2 separate regions of the Mus musculus genome follow, and region 2 is linked to region 1. A link is a contact called in public Hi-C data. All regions are on one chromosome and are shown on one strand. The core of a region is the stretch at or near the end of the contact, and the rest is flanking DNA. Distances in the headings are between cores, read along the strand shown.

The links. Hi-C and Micro-C count contacts between places; a contact is called where the count stands out from the background.
Region 2: a contact with region 1 is called in a Hi-C map of cortical neurons, with 2.2 times the contacts expected there. The contact joins the promoter of Nkx3-2 here to the enhancer-like site in region 1. A contact is called at or near these places in 2 of 39 promoter capture datasets (embryonic stem cells and liver), 5 of 484 Hi-C or Micro-C datasets (the G1E-ER4 cell line, the HL-1 cell line, cortical neurons and 2 more), 1 of 115 datasets of contacts at active chromatin or transcription factors (stem cell-derived neural progenitor cells) and 1 of 9 other capture datasets (liver).

Annotation. Positions count from the first base shown.
Region 1 is chr5:41,608,388-41,614,276 of GRCm38.p6, forward strand. It overlaps Gm35380 (a long non-coding RNA gene), which reads right to left. Exons shown (of 3, transcript XR_868389.3): 1 at 5,677-5,889; 2 at 1,101-1,260. Among named protein-coding and RNA genes, the nearest start is that of Gm35380, 6.6 kb to the right of the region's middle. Within about 2 kb of position 2,489, at least 7 of the 459 cell types and tissues checked have an H3K27ac peak or open chromatin away from gene starts, as enhancers often do. A contact at or near this core is called in cortical neurons, where this site is marked.
Region 2 is chr5:41,761,264-41,766,989 of GRCm38.p6, forward strand. Nkx3-2 (NK3 homeobox 2) reads right to left here and starts at 2,957. Exons shown (of 2, transcript NM_007524.3): 1 at 2,216-2,957; 2 at 220-914. The coding sequence starts at 2,681. The coding sequence ends at 379. Gm46910 (a long non-coding RNA gene) reads left to right here and starts at 1,372. Exons shown (of 2, transcript XR_001784850.2): 1 at 1,372-1,740; 2 at 3,561-3,822.

The sequences.
Region 1 (5,889 bases), core at 1,239-3,738:
CTCTTCTTTATCCCAGTCCTGCTTGGGATGTGAATATGAAGGCATCGAGAGAAGATCTGGATTGCAGTTTTGAGGCACTACAGAGGATGGAGTCATACACGGGAAGCCAGAGCAGGAATCTGAAGCCCTGATGGCTTGCCAGAGCATTGGCATGAACTGGCATTTGCTAGCTTATTGTCACATGAGACAAATGGCATGCATGATTTTTTTCAGTTTCTCTTTAATTTCCACTATATATATTCACTGCATGTTGGGCATGTTCTATAAGAGCGCTTACACAAGTGTGCATCACATACTTCAAACCATCTTCATTTTTACTTCACTACATGAGGATTTTGTAGAAAAATGTTCCAGACTTCCTCTTCCCACTGCTTTGGTTGCACACTCATACAATTAAAATGGTAGTAAACACCCATCACTTCCTAAGTAGTTTCCAAGAGAAAACACACTCCATGCTGTTGGGTCAGTATTATATGCATCTCTTTTGTCTGAGCACAGGAGATACTTCATACTGTCAGCTTCATCGTCACACTTTGGCATATACAACACACTGGTCTCTGCATTCTGCCCAATTCCACACACAAGGACATCACATTGGCAGTGCCAAGCCAGCCTTAAGAGGAAACAAAGCATGCACTGTGGATATAGCAAACACTATTAACCGATGCTTTATTTTTCTCTAAAAAGTCTATTATAGCAGCCAAATACGTTTAAGAAAATTTTAATTGACACAAAATCAATGCAAATGATGTTCTGGTACATTATTCTAAGACACTGCTCATATCTGACTTTTCTCTGTGATAAAAGATTAAATCACTTTTCTTGTAGTTTTTTGAACTATATATGGTTACCTATAGCCACCCCGCTGTGCTATGTAGCACACTAGAACATCTTTCCCCTAACTATAACTTAGCATCCAAGAGCAAACTTCACTCCTCTCCTCTCCCTTCTTCTCCCCTTCTCTCTAATCTCCTCAGCCACTAGTATCCACTAGTCTATTCTCAACTTCTATGAAACCAACTTTTAAAAAAATTTTCCAAGTGAGTGAAGTCAAAAAGTTCTGTCTAGAAAGGCAAAGAAGAAACTGGACTATTTCCCACCATTATGACATTCGTCACATCCATTCTGTTCCAGGCAATATGATTTCATCTCTTTTACTGTGTCGTATTCCACTGTATAGATAGATGTGCCAAAGTGTCTTTATCCATTCATCTGCTGATGGAGCCAAAGGTTCCCATTTCATGGCCAATATGAGCAGTGCTGCAAAGAACATAGAAGGGAAACATCTTTTTAACTGTGGTAACATTTCTTGTCTATATATACTCAATAGTATGATTATTGAATCAGATGGTAGTTCTATTTTTTGAGATAAGTCCATTTCCAGTGGACTTTGCAGTCTCCATAACTGAATATTGTTCTTATTGTAAGATACAACTCAAGTTGTATTTACACAGGACCAAATACTCTAGGCAGCCCCCTTGAGAAGACATCTAGGTGCTGAGAACTACGCAAGGCATGTTCTTTCTGACTGTTTCTCTCACGTTTCTTTTTTTTTTTAATTGGATATTTTCTTTATTTACATTTCAAATGTTATCCCCTTTCTCAGTTTTCCCCCTTCCCGGAGACCCCCTATCCCATCCTCCCTCCTCCTGCTTCTATGAGGGTGTTCCTCCACCCACCCACACACTCACACCTCCCCGTCCTCAATTGCGCTACATTAGGGCATCTATCAAGCCTTCATAGGTCCAAGGATCTCTCCTCCCATTGATGCCTGACAAGGCCATCCTTTGCTATATATGCAGCTGGAGCCATGTATACTCCTTGGTTGATGGCTTAGTTCCTGGGAACTCTGGGGGGATCTGGTTGATTAATATTTTTGTTCTTCCTATAGGGTAAATAGAACAACCCTATTTCTCAAATGAAAAAGAAACAAGGAAATGTGCCACGACTGACTGCTAGAGTCCTAAAGAACCTGAGCAATGCTTTCTACAATGGATGGGGTTTGAGGTTAGGTTTAAAGGGAAAAAAATGGACATAGGTAAGAAAATAAGGGGAAGTGTTACAGACAGAAAAAGCATGAGAAGTTACACATCAAGTGGTTCTGATAGGTAGGACCTAAGCACCCCACTCTTAACTGAAATTTTGTGTTTACTTCTGAAGCACATGTGTTTTGAACACAGTAAGCAGTGACTAAATATTCATCAATTTATTACACAAAGATGACTCTTCAGAGTGTCAGGGATTCCAATGCTCTCCTTATGTGCAAGGCAACACCCTCGCCAAATCGACAGAGCTCCCTGGCATCAGGCTCCTTTCCCTAAACATCAAAGCCAGCCCTGAAACACTTATGGTTAGAAGATTAGATTTCATAAACGTATTAAATTGATGTTTTTTTGAACAGCATCACAGGGGGAAGTACCGTGGTTACAGCTCTCTCATCTTGAAATAGACAGAGAGCAATTTCCTCCTTTGCTGGCTGTCAGCCTGGCTTCTAAATCATTCCCCCCACACTTGGCGGAATTTCAATGACTCTAAAATTAATCTGTTGGGCAGAGAGTATGTCCAGTGCCTTGAAATTCTGGGAGCTTTGCTGTGGTCTTAAAGTTGGTGCCAGGGATGAGAGGTCAAAGGTGAAATTCCAGTCCTTTGTCCAATTTGGAGAACCCTGCAATCACATTTCTCCCCTGGCTTTCTAATAAGGAACTATATAAGATATTTTGAATAGGAATGGATAACAACTAAAGAGAATGGTAAGCCATATGAATTGTGTTTTTATTCATTTAGTCAACATTTACTTGAGTTCCTAAGGCAAACAGATATGTGAACAGATAAATATTGGGACTTGTGTAGGTGAAAATACATGTACTGACTGCTTGGGTCCTGAAGGACCCGAGCAATGCTTTCCACAATGAGTGAGGTTTGAGGTTAGGGTTAAAGAAAAAAAAAATGGACATAGGTAAGAAAGTAAGATGAAGTGTTACAGACAGGAAAAGCATGAGATGTTACACTTCAAGTGATCCAGTTATGAAACTTAAGTCGTAAGTCCCAGAGAGGCAGAAAAATACCAAAGCAAGCATGGGCAAGGGGAAGAGGGTGGCTGGGTATCATGGTGATGCCTCATGCAATGGGAACCATCACAGGTTTTACCTAGGGCATAATATGAACATGTTTGTAGTTAGGACACCCTAAGGCCTGGAGAGCCATGGAGAGCTGTTTGGAAAAGCATATGCAGAAGACAAACGAGAAAGAGTTGGGAGGAAAACAATAGACAAACTGAAAGCACTGTAGACAGAGGTTGGGGAGACTGTTCATGGGTAGAGTGTTTGCCTTACAAGTCCAAGGACCTTAGGTTTTTCTCCCCAAAACTCACATCTTTAAAAAGTCAGGTGTGTGTCACCTGTGTGTAATCACAGTGTTGGAGAAGCAGAGACAGTCAGCTCCCTGGGGCTCACCAGCAAGACACTTCAGTGAACTTGCAAAGAGCTCTTAATATATGTTGGTAGAATGGGAGCCTGACTAATACAGATTTGGGGGATTAGCAATGCCTTCTGTGTGATGGAGTAACATGAATAGGCTAAGACACAGCCAGAACCTCACTTCTGAATGTTTCTGAAAAGGATGTTTCTAGAAGAGATCCTCACCAATGGGGATGGTCATCTGTGGCTTGAAGATGAGCAGATTCTTCTCTCTCTCTCTCTCTCTCTCCTCTCTCTCCTCTCTCTCCTCTCTCTCTCTCTCTCCCCTCTCTCTCTCCTCTCCCTCTCTCTCTCTCTCTCTCTCTCTCTCTCTCTCTCTCTCTCTCTCTCTCTCTCTCTCTCTGCTGGGATATCCATCTGCTCCTGCCCACAGATAGAGTCCCTGGATTTTTGGACCTTGGGGCTGTATGGCTTACACTGTCAACTGCTCTGGCCCTCAGCTCTGCACTGCATTTCACAACTCACTTGCCTGACTCTTCAGCTTTAGGGGGAAAAAATATAATATGGGACTCCTCTGTCTCCATTATTACATGTGCCCAGTTTCCCTAAGTGTCTTTCTTTATTCCTCCAGCCATGCTTTGCTATCTAAGGAACCTTGGTTAATAGATACAGTGAGAATGGCTGAAGCCAAAATGAAAAACTGAAGAAATAGATACTACCTCAAGGATGAGAAGAGAGACAATAAGAGCAACCCATAGGGGGTGCATAGGCAGGAGCCAGAAACCACAGCAGACAGAAAGGCCTGAGGCAGGTGAGTGTGACCAGCTGTCTGAAACTATTAGCATAGCAGGCACAGAGATGGGCTCACCAGTGTTGACAGTGGACACTGAACCATTTACCAGAGCTCAGGAAACCAGCTCTGTGGGAAAATATCAGAAAGGGTATGGAATTATGATATATCAAATAGTCATGCTTACAAAAAAAAGACACAATAAAGTCACAGCAAATGGAAGGGGGGAAAGGTGACAAACAGGAGAAGTACAATCATTTTTAAAGAAAACTTCAAATACATTTTAGACAAAAAATATGAGTAACGCCATCCTCACACCAAGCTGGAGAAATTACTATTGTTTCTTCCAGCATATTTATATTTCCTGCCATTTTGCTGGATGTGTTTTTGAAAGATTCTAAAAACTGAAGGTAAAATAGAATGGGCTTGATAGTCACCATATTTTTCCACAGGCAATGATACTTTCTTCTGTTAACTTTGCCAAAAAAATCTGAGATTCTGATAGCCTCTTCCCTTCCCAGAAATCTTTCTCTGATCCATCAAATTAACATATGATAGAATCTTCCCTCCCAACCCCATAGTTCGATCGGCTGCTGACCTGAGGGTCTTTTACCCATGGAAACGAGACATCTCTGGGGGAATATATATCAACACTAAGGATTGAGGGCAAGATAAGGCAACTGGGATGGCATCTGGGATACTGATGAGGACAGAACAGTAAATACCGAGTGGACTGGCATCTTACAAAGCTCCCAACAGTATCCTGTTATGTCTTCACACCCATCCACCACCCACAGCCACACTTATTCTCTAAGCAAGATCTCTGCACTTCTGTGGAATATTTGGCCCAACCCCAACCCCAGAGGCAGCACAGAGCTGAGGTCAGGTGGCCTCACATTAGTTGGAAGAGGTGGAGTGGGCTGAACTTAGAGTAGAGGTCATCTGGACAAGCAGTGTGGGGTGTGGGCAGGGATTCCAGGACAGGTGGTATGTGCCATTCATTTTCTTGGGTTGTATATGCTATAAGGAGCTTATCAAGGAGTGTTTATAAATGCAGGGACCTTGCTGTTTTAACAGATTAACCATAACATATTAGTTCAGTGACCTGACAGCCCATTTACATGAATGGTTAGTTTACACTTGACTCTTTTCCTGGACAGTAGGCAGATAAAGAGGCCATCGGGTTGATGTGGGGAGGCTGTCACGCCCAGAACTTCCATTAAGCAGTTAAGAATGGGCTTTGGAGGCTCTGTCCCCCCTGAAATCCATGCAGAATTCACAACTCACTCTGATCTAAGTTGAAATGGAAATTGCCTACCCGATCCTGCCTAGGCCTATTTCCAAACAGCTCTAAACATAGGGATTTCACTGTTGAGAAAATATATCACAGTTGCCCCACAACAGGCCATATCTGAAATTGAAAAACATTGTGTCTCTCAGTAAAATTAAGTATGCATGCTATGTTCTCACCCTCTATGACCTCAGCGATGCTGGAACATGAAGTGTTCTAGACAGGTTCCTAAGATGAGTACCAACCAGGCTTCTATCTGCTAGCAAAGGAAGGGGCCTAAGTAGAGAAAGCCAGTTAGCAAGACCATGTCCTGGCCCCTTCCTGCATCTTCTATGTTTCTACCTGCCATGAGGAAAACAATATGGTCAGTAAGTAGCTAGTAGTTACCCTGA
Region 2 (5,726 bases), core at 1,707-4,206, 150 kb after region 1:
TTCCGAGGATTCAGGCTACCGGGGGTCTCCAGGAGTCCTCTCTACTCTGGGCAAACACCAACCCCTGGCAGACAGAATCCAAATCCAACGTTGTTGTGAATAATAAATAGCGTCCCGAGGCTTGAGGATCGGTGGCCCGGTGTGCAGAGCTCCTGGGGTCATAGGGCGCAGCTGTTCAAATGACAATAAGGCGCCCTCTGAGGGCAGACTCAGTTCCAGGGCCCTGTCACCCTGGATAGGTGTGTCAAGTCCCAGCAGGATTTCATTCCCCACCTGCCTCATCCCCAGTTGAGCAGAACTCGCCTGCACAGAGTACACCTGTCCGTGGCGGTGCATACGGGGGACGCAGGAATCCTTCTTTGCCTCGTCCCAAGGGCTTCACTGGGTACCAGCAGCGGCCGCGCACGTGGACAGCGCCCAGCCCGGGAGACAGTAGTAAGGGTAGTAGTAGGAGGGCTGCAGTGGCAGAAGGGAAGGTGGCCTCAGCACCTCTCCGGGCAAATACTGTCTTTGGTCGTCACGCACCAGCACCTTTACGGCCACTTTCTTGGCGGCGGGTGCAGAGGCGAGCAGGTCGGCGGCCATCTGCCGGCGTTTGGTCTTGTAGCGACGGTTCTGAAACCAGATCTTCACTTGCGTCTCTGTGAGCTTCAGCGAAGCTGCCAGGTCTGCGCGCTCCGGCCCGGACAGGTAGCGCTGATGGTTAAAGCGGCGCTCCAGCTCGAAGACCTGGGCGTGCGAGAAGGCGGCCCGGGAGCGCTTCTTTCGCGGTTTAGGGGCTGCGGGCTCTTCCTCCTCCTCCACGCCGCCCGCCTGCCCGCCGCTAGCCCCGCTGCCCGCGGCGCCGCGCAACCCAGGCACGCGTGCACCTCCAGGGCTAACGCTGTCATCCTCGCCTCTCGGGCTGTGGTCGCCTGCGGATTCCGGTAGGAACAAAAAGCAAAGAACCTGTCAGACTCGCAGAGGGGAAGATGGGTCTCGGTTGCTGTGGTTTCTTGCGGAAGATTGGCAAGGGAACCCACTTTGAGCCTACTGAAAGGGGAGGAGAAGTTCCAGAGGGTTCTGTTTCAGAACTCTGTCCTCCACGCTTCTCACATAATGTATCTTTTCTGCTGCTTGCTAGAGCAGTAGGGGAACAGCTCTTCCCGAGTTTTCCAGGCCCCAGATTTCCTGCAGGAATGTAGGATACTTGGCCTGAACATATCCACAAGTTTTGTTCTGTACTTAGCCCTGAATCGTGGCTTTCTACACTGAATTTCTGTTTCGAGTTGTACAGCACACCTTTGCACACCCACACCCACACATCCGTTGACTACAGGAAAGAGGAAGGTGGTGGTGGGGAAGGGTGCAGATCTTGAGGTCAGAGGTATAGAGAGTCTTCCGTCCTAAGAACCCAGAACTGTCAGGATACGGCAACAGGGAACAACGCGAGGCCCCAGTACACTTGCCTCCCTGTTCTTTGCATGAAAATAAAGGGAAGCCGGGTGCAGACAGTGAAGACCCTGATCTGAACCCCGTTTCCCAGCCTTTTCTGTGCTTCCTGCAGCACCGCCTGCAAAAGAAGTCAGCGCTCTGGCCGGCTCGAAGCCTATGCGAGGCCTACAGCAGACTGTACCCAATAGAAGCCAGCAGCCGGCCTTTCAGACTAAGAAATATACCCGTGAGTGGATACAGAGTCTTGACGATCCAGCGCCTCCCAGACCACCTCAACCACACTTCCCCACCATCTCCCGCCTTCAGGTAACTGCTACTTTTGTTTCTAGCTCCCTAGGTACTCAGCCAAAGGCTGTTTTGCCAGTCCTGGGGTAAGGGAAGTTAAACGCGCCCTTTCCCAAGGCTCCCCACTCCTACGCTGTGACAGGATCTGCAGTCGTTGGCATGGCTGTGTCAGGGATCTACCTCATAGATTTTTGGTCCCCCTTTCCTAAATCTAGAGATTTTAAATGGGCACAGCTGAGGCACTGCAGATGAACTCAAAGTTCTTGGTGCAGAGCGCAGGCCACATAGTACCAGGACACCCGGCTCTAAGAAGCTCACTTGCTTCAGGTTTGGGGCAGCGCGCGCCAACGCGAAGAACTTGGAGACTTCGCTAGCACTAAGCCCGGCAGGGCGTCGTGTTCCCACAGTAGGCCCACCCCGCCTCAGAGTGCTTGACCTCTTAACCCACCCCCTTCAGCCCAGCCCCCTTCCTGGAGAACCCCCCGCAGCAGCAGACCTGAAACGCTGGCTGACATCTCGCTGTCGCTGCGGACCGGGGCTTCCTCCTCCAGGTCCTTGGCGGCGTGCAGCTCGCAGCCTGGCTGGTCCAGGCCCAGGGTCACCCTGGCGCGGCCGGTTCCACTGGCTCCCGGGACATCGGCGCAGCGCCTCCTGCCCTCGTTCTCTTCGCTCAGGGCTGAGTCTGAGTCCCAACCTCCCGGACTCTCTGCGCTCTGCCCCACGGCTGTTCTGGTTCGGGCGGGAGATGCCAGAAGAGAGTCCTCGGCGCCCCCCAGCGCACCGGCCTCGGTCTCCCCGAAGATCCGCCAGCAGCAGACGGCGGGCGCCGCGGTCACCGCCACCTCTGTGCCCCCTGGTGCCGGGCGCCCCTCCGGCGTAGCCAACCCGCCGCGCTCCTCTTTCTTGTTGAGGATCGCCTGGATGGAGAAGGGCGTCAAGGTGCCGCTGCCGCGCACAGCCATCTGCGCCGCAGATCGGAGCCGGCAGCCAGGAGGGCAACTGGGGCGCGGGGACAGCTTCGAGCCTGACACGGAGCTCTGGGCGACCTCAGCGCGAGTGAGAGGGGCGCGCCAGGCCCCCGCAACCCACTCCTGCGCAGCACAGCAGCCCCCGCCCCCCTCAGTTCCAGGATCCGCGCCGACCCTCACCCCACCTCACAGGCCCACCTCGCCAGGACCCCCTCCCCTGGAATCCAGCGCCAGATGCTCTTCTCCTACAGCCCGGCCGATTATCTCTTCGCCCGTGGCCCTCTGGGGACCGGCCCGGGTCTGTCCTCTGGGGAGAGGCCGGCGAGAATTGTCAAGGGTCCTCTCCGCGTCTGCAGTCGCCTCCGGAGCGCCGCCGAGGCGCACCGCCCAAAGTCACTTTTTCTGTGCGCCTCTGTCTTCCCGGCCTGTAGGGCTTCGCTCCTGGCGGGTCCTCCCTCTTCCCCTCTGGGCTGGCTTTTCCGGAGCCTACTCCTCTGGCGCCCGCAGTGACAGCTGAGGCCCCTAAAATCGGAGAAGAGCGGGGACACCTTTTACCCTCTGCCGGGGTTTTATCTGTTTCTTCTCTTTGCTTCTGCGTTCCACTGTACCCCCCCCCCCCTCCCATCAGAGTGTCATTCCTCACCGCTGAGTGACAGCATCGGGCCACGCCCCTTCACTAGCTGTCCTGGGCTCTCCCGGCAGTGGATTGGCTGGTTCCAACTGGAGGCCGTTGACTTTAAGAGACTCTAGTCCACCAGTTGAGTAGCAAAAGACAGGGTCTGATTTAACCCCTTCCCTCCTAAACCTGGTTCTCAGTAGCATCCTTCAGCATCGAGGAGAACCATCATCCCGAAACTTTGTTTCTGATTTCAGTTCCGATAACCATCGACTCTAGCGCTTTTCTGGAACACCAGTATGAACCCCAGCTCAAAATTTCGGCGAAAACTCAACAGAAAGCATCTCCAGATGTGACGTATAGTTTCTGTTCTCTAGGAAGGAGCCCAGAGTCGAAGAACAAAATTCATCTTTTTTTTTCCTTCCACTCTTAAAGTTTCTCAGCTGTTTCTCTGCTAATGCTCTTTACTGAAGTAATCTGATAATTAAAATCACTCTACTAAGTACTCCTATCATTTTACGTTTGATTGGATTGGATTTCTGTAGACGACTTAAAAAGCTAGGTTGAAAAATATTAGTTAAGCACCAAGTGGGGCGAGGAATTGGAAAGCATTTGGGTAGAGAATTTTTGGAGCTGGGTATTCGTCTCCTTGGGCAATCAACTCTGAATTTAATTGGATTTGTTCAATTTGTTTTACATCAAGAAGAAAACATAAAAATGCTTTTAATTTGTTCTTTAAATATTCTGTTTCTTGTGAGTTGAGAAGGAGTAGATAAGTTTGAAAGAGACTAGCTGGGAGTTACACAATAGTGAGATCCAGAACTGAGATTTAATGCCCTTAAAAATAAGAACCAAGTTATTTTACTCACTAGAAGGAAGTAAATACAAAATATAAACATTGTGGTTATGTCAAAACATATGTTGCCTATTTACTAAACATCTTTTTAATGACAAGTTTGTTCAAGTGACAAATCTTACTGACTGCTCCACAAATGTGACCCGAGGCTTGGTCCAATACACAAGCTTGAACCTCTGAACACATTTAAATAGTTGTGATGTTAATTTCAGAAGCTGAGGAGGCCACTTCATTGGTGTCATTAAAATAGGGAAGGCCTCCTGCAGCTGCTTCCCAGAGCTGATCCGCACTGCGGGGGAGAAATCGTTACCCAGTCAAAGTCGTCCGCCTCGCCTCGGGAGGAAGGTTAGAAACTTGTAGACTTCGTGGCTTGCAGTTGCCTGTTTTCCTGCCCTATGAAGATGCTGCAGGGTCCCTTGGGGTAAGGGATGGGCCTCTCTTGAAGGGGCTACAACTCTTCATAGTTCTTCACAATTGTGTAAGTTTTGAGGGAAAGATTTAAATTCGTTGTTAGTAGCTGGCAACTATAACAGCCAAGGGACTAACTTCTGGCTAGGACAAGGATCCAATGAAATGCTTAAGAGGTTTCAAAATGAGGCTCTCCACTCCCCCTTCAACATTTTCATGCTTTTATTAAAATCGATTTTCTCTTCTCTGCATCCCATGCTGGGTGTTGAGAATGTGTATAGCTATCTTGACTTAGGGGCTAGTGGAGGACGAGGGACAAAGCTTGATAGAAAAATGAGGTTACTCAGGTGCAGAGCATGTGTGTGATGGCCTGTGGACATGGGGCTCTCTCGGTGGGGACAAGAACCAGTGAGCTCTGGACATGCTGATGGACAAGAATATCCAAGAGTGTAATACCTGAGCGCTAGGGTTAGGTTTGGGTATCCATATGCTTATTTGAAGTAATGATTACTACTTATTTGGCAGAAATAACCGGTTTTGTTTTGTTTTGTTGTCTTTTTTATCTCAAATCACAAGTTGACAAGAGGTAAGTGGCAGACATTTTTGAAGCTCGGAAAACCACTTGTTCGGTCATTTTAAAAGTTGTTGGCATTGCTGGTTTTTGCATGAGAATAACGAAATGGTTTCAATCCGCCTCTCCAGGAGGCGCGGGGCGACGGAGTTTGCCAGAGGTTAGCAGATCGTTAGGTCTAGTGAGTGACCGGTGCAGGCAGGGCCAGAAGGAGATGTGTTTGGAAGAAGATAAACACTCGGTTCTGAGCTACGGAGAGAGGAAGCCCCTGAAAGAGTAAGAAGTGAGAAGAGATGAAAAGGCGTTGGGGGCTATGGCCGGATGCACTGAAGTACCTAGAGTACATCCTGAGTCAAGGTCAGCTCAAGAGGTCAGAGGAGGTCTGGAACTGCTCGGCTAGCATAGGCATACCCCCCCAACCCCCTTCGAGGACAACGTGGGTGATAGCCTCTAGGCTAAGCATCCAACTTCGGAAAACCCGTGACTGCTGACAACTGTGGCTCTTGGCCTGGCGCAGGCGCTGCTCTCCGGCCTGGACTGAGCAGGAGTCGAACGAGTTAGGGGTTCTGTTTTGCGACAAGATCTGTC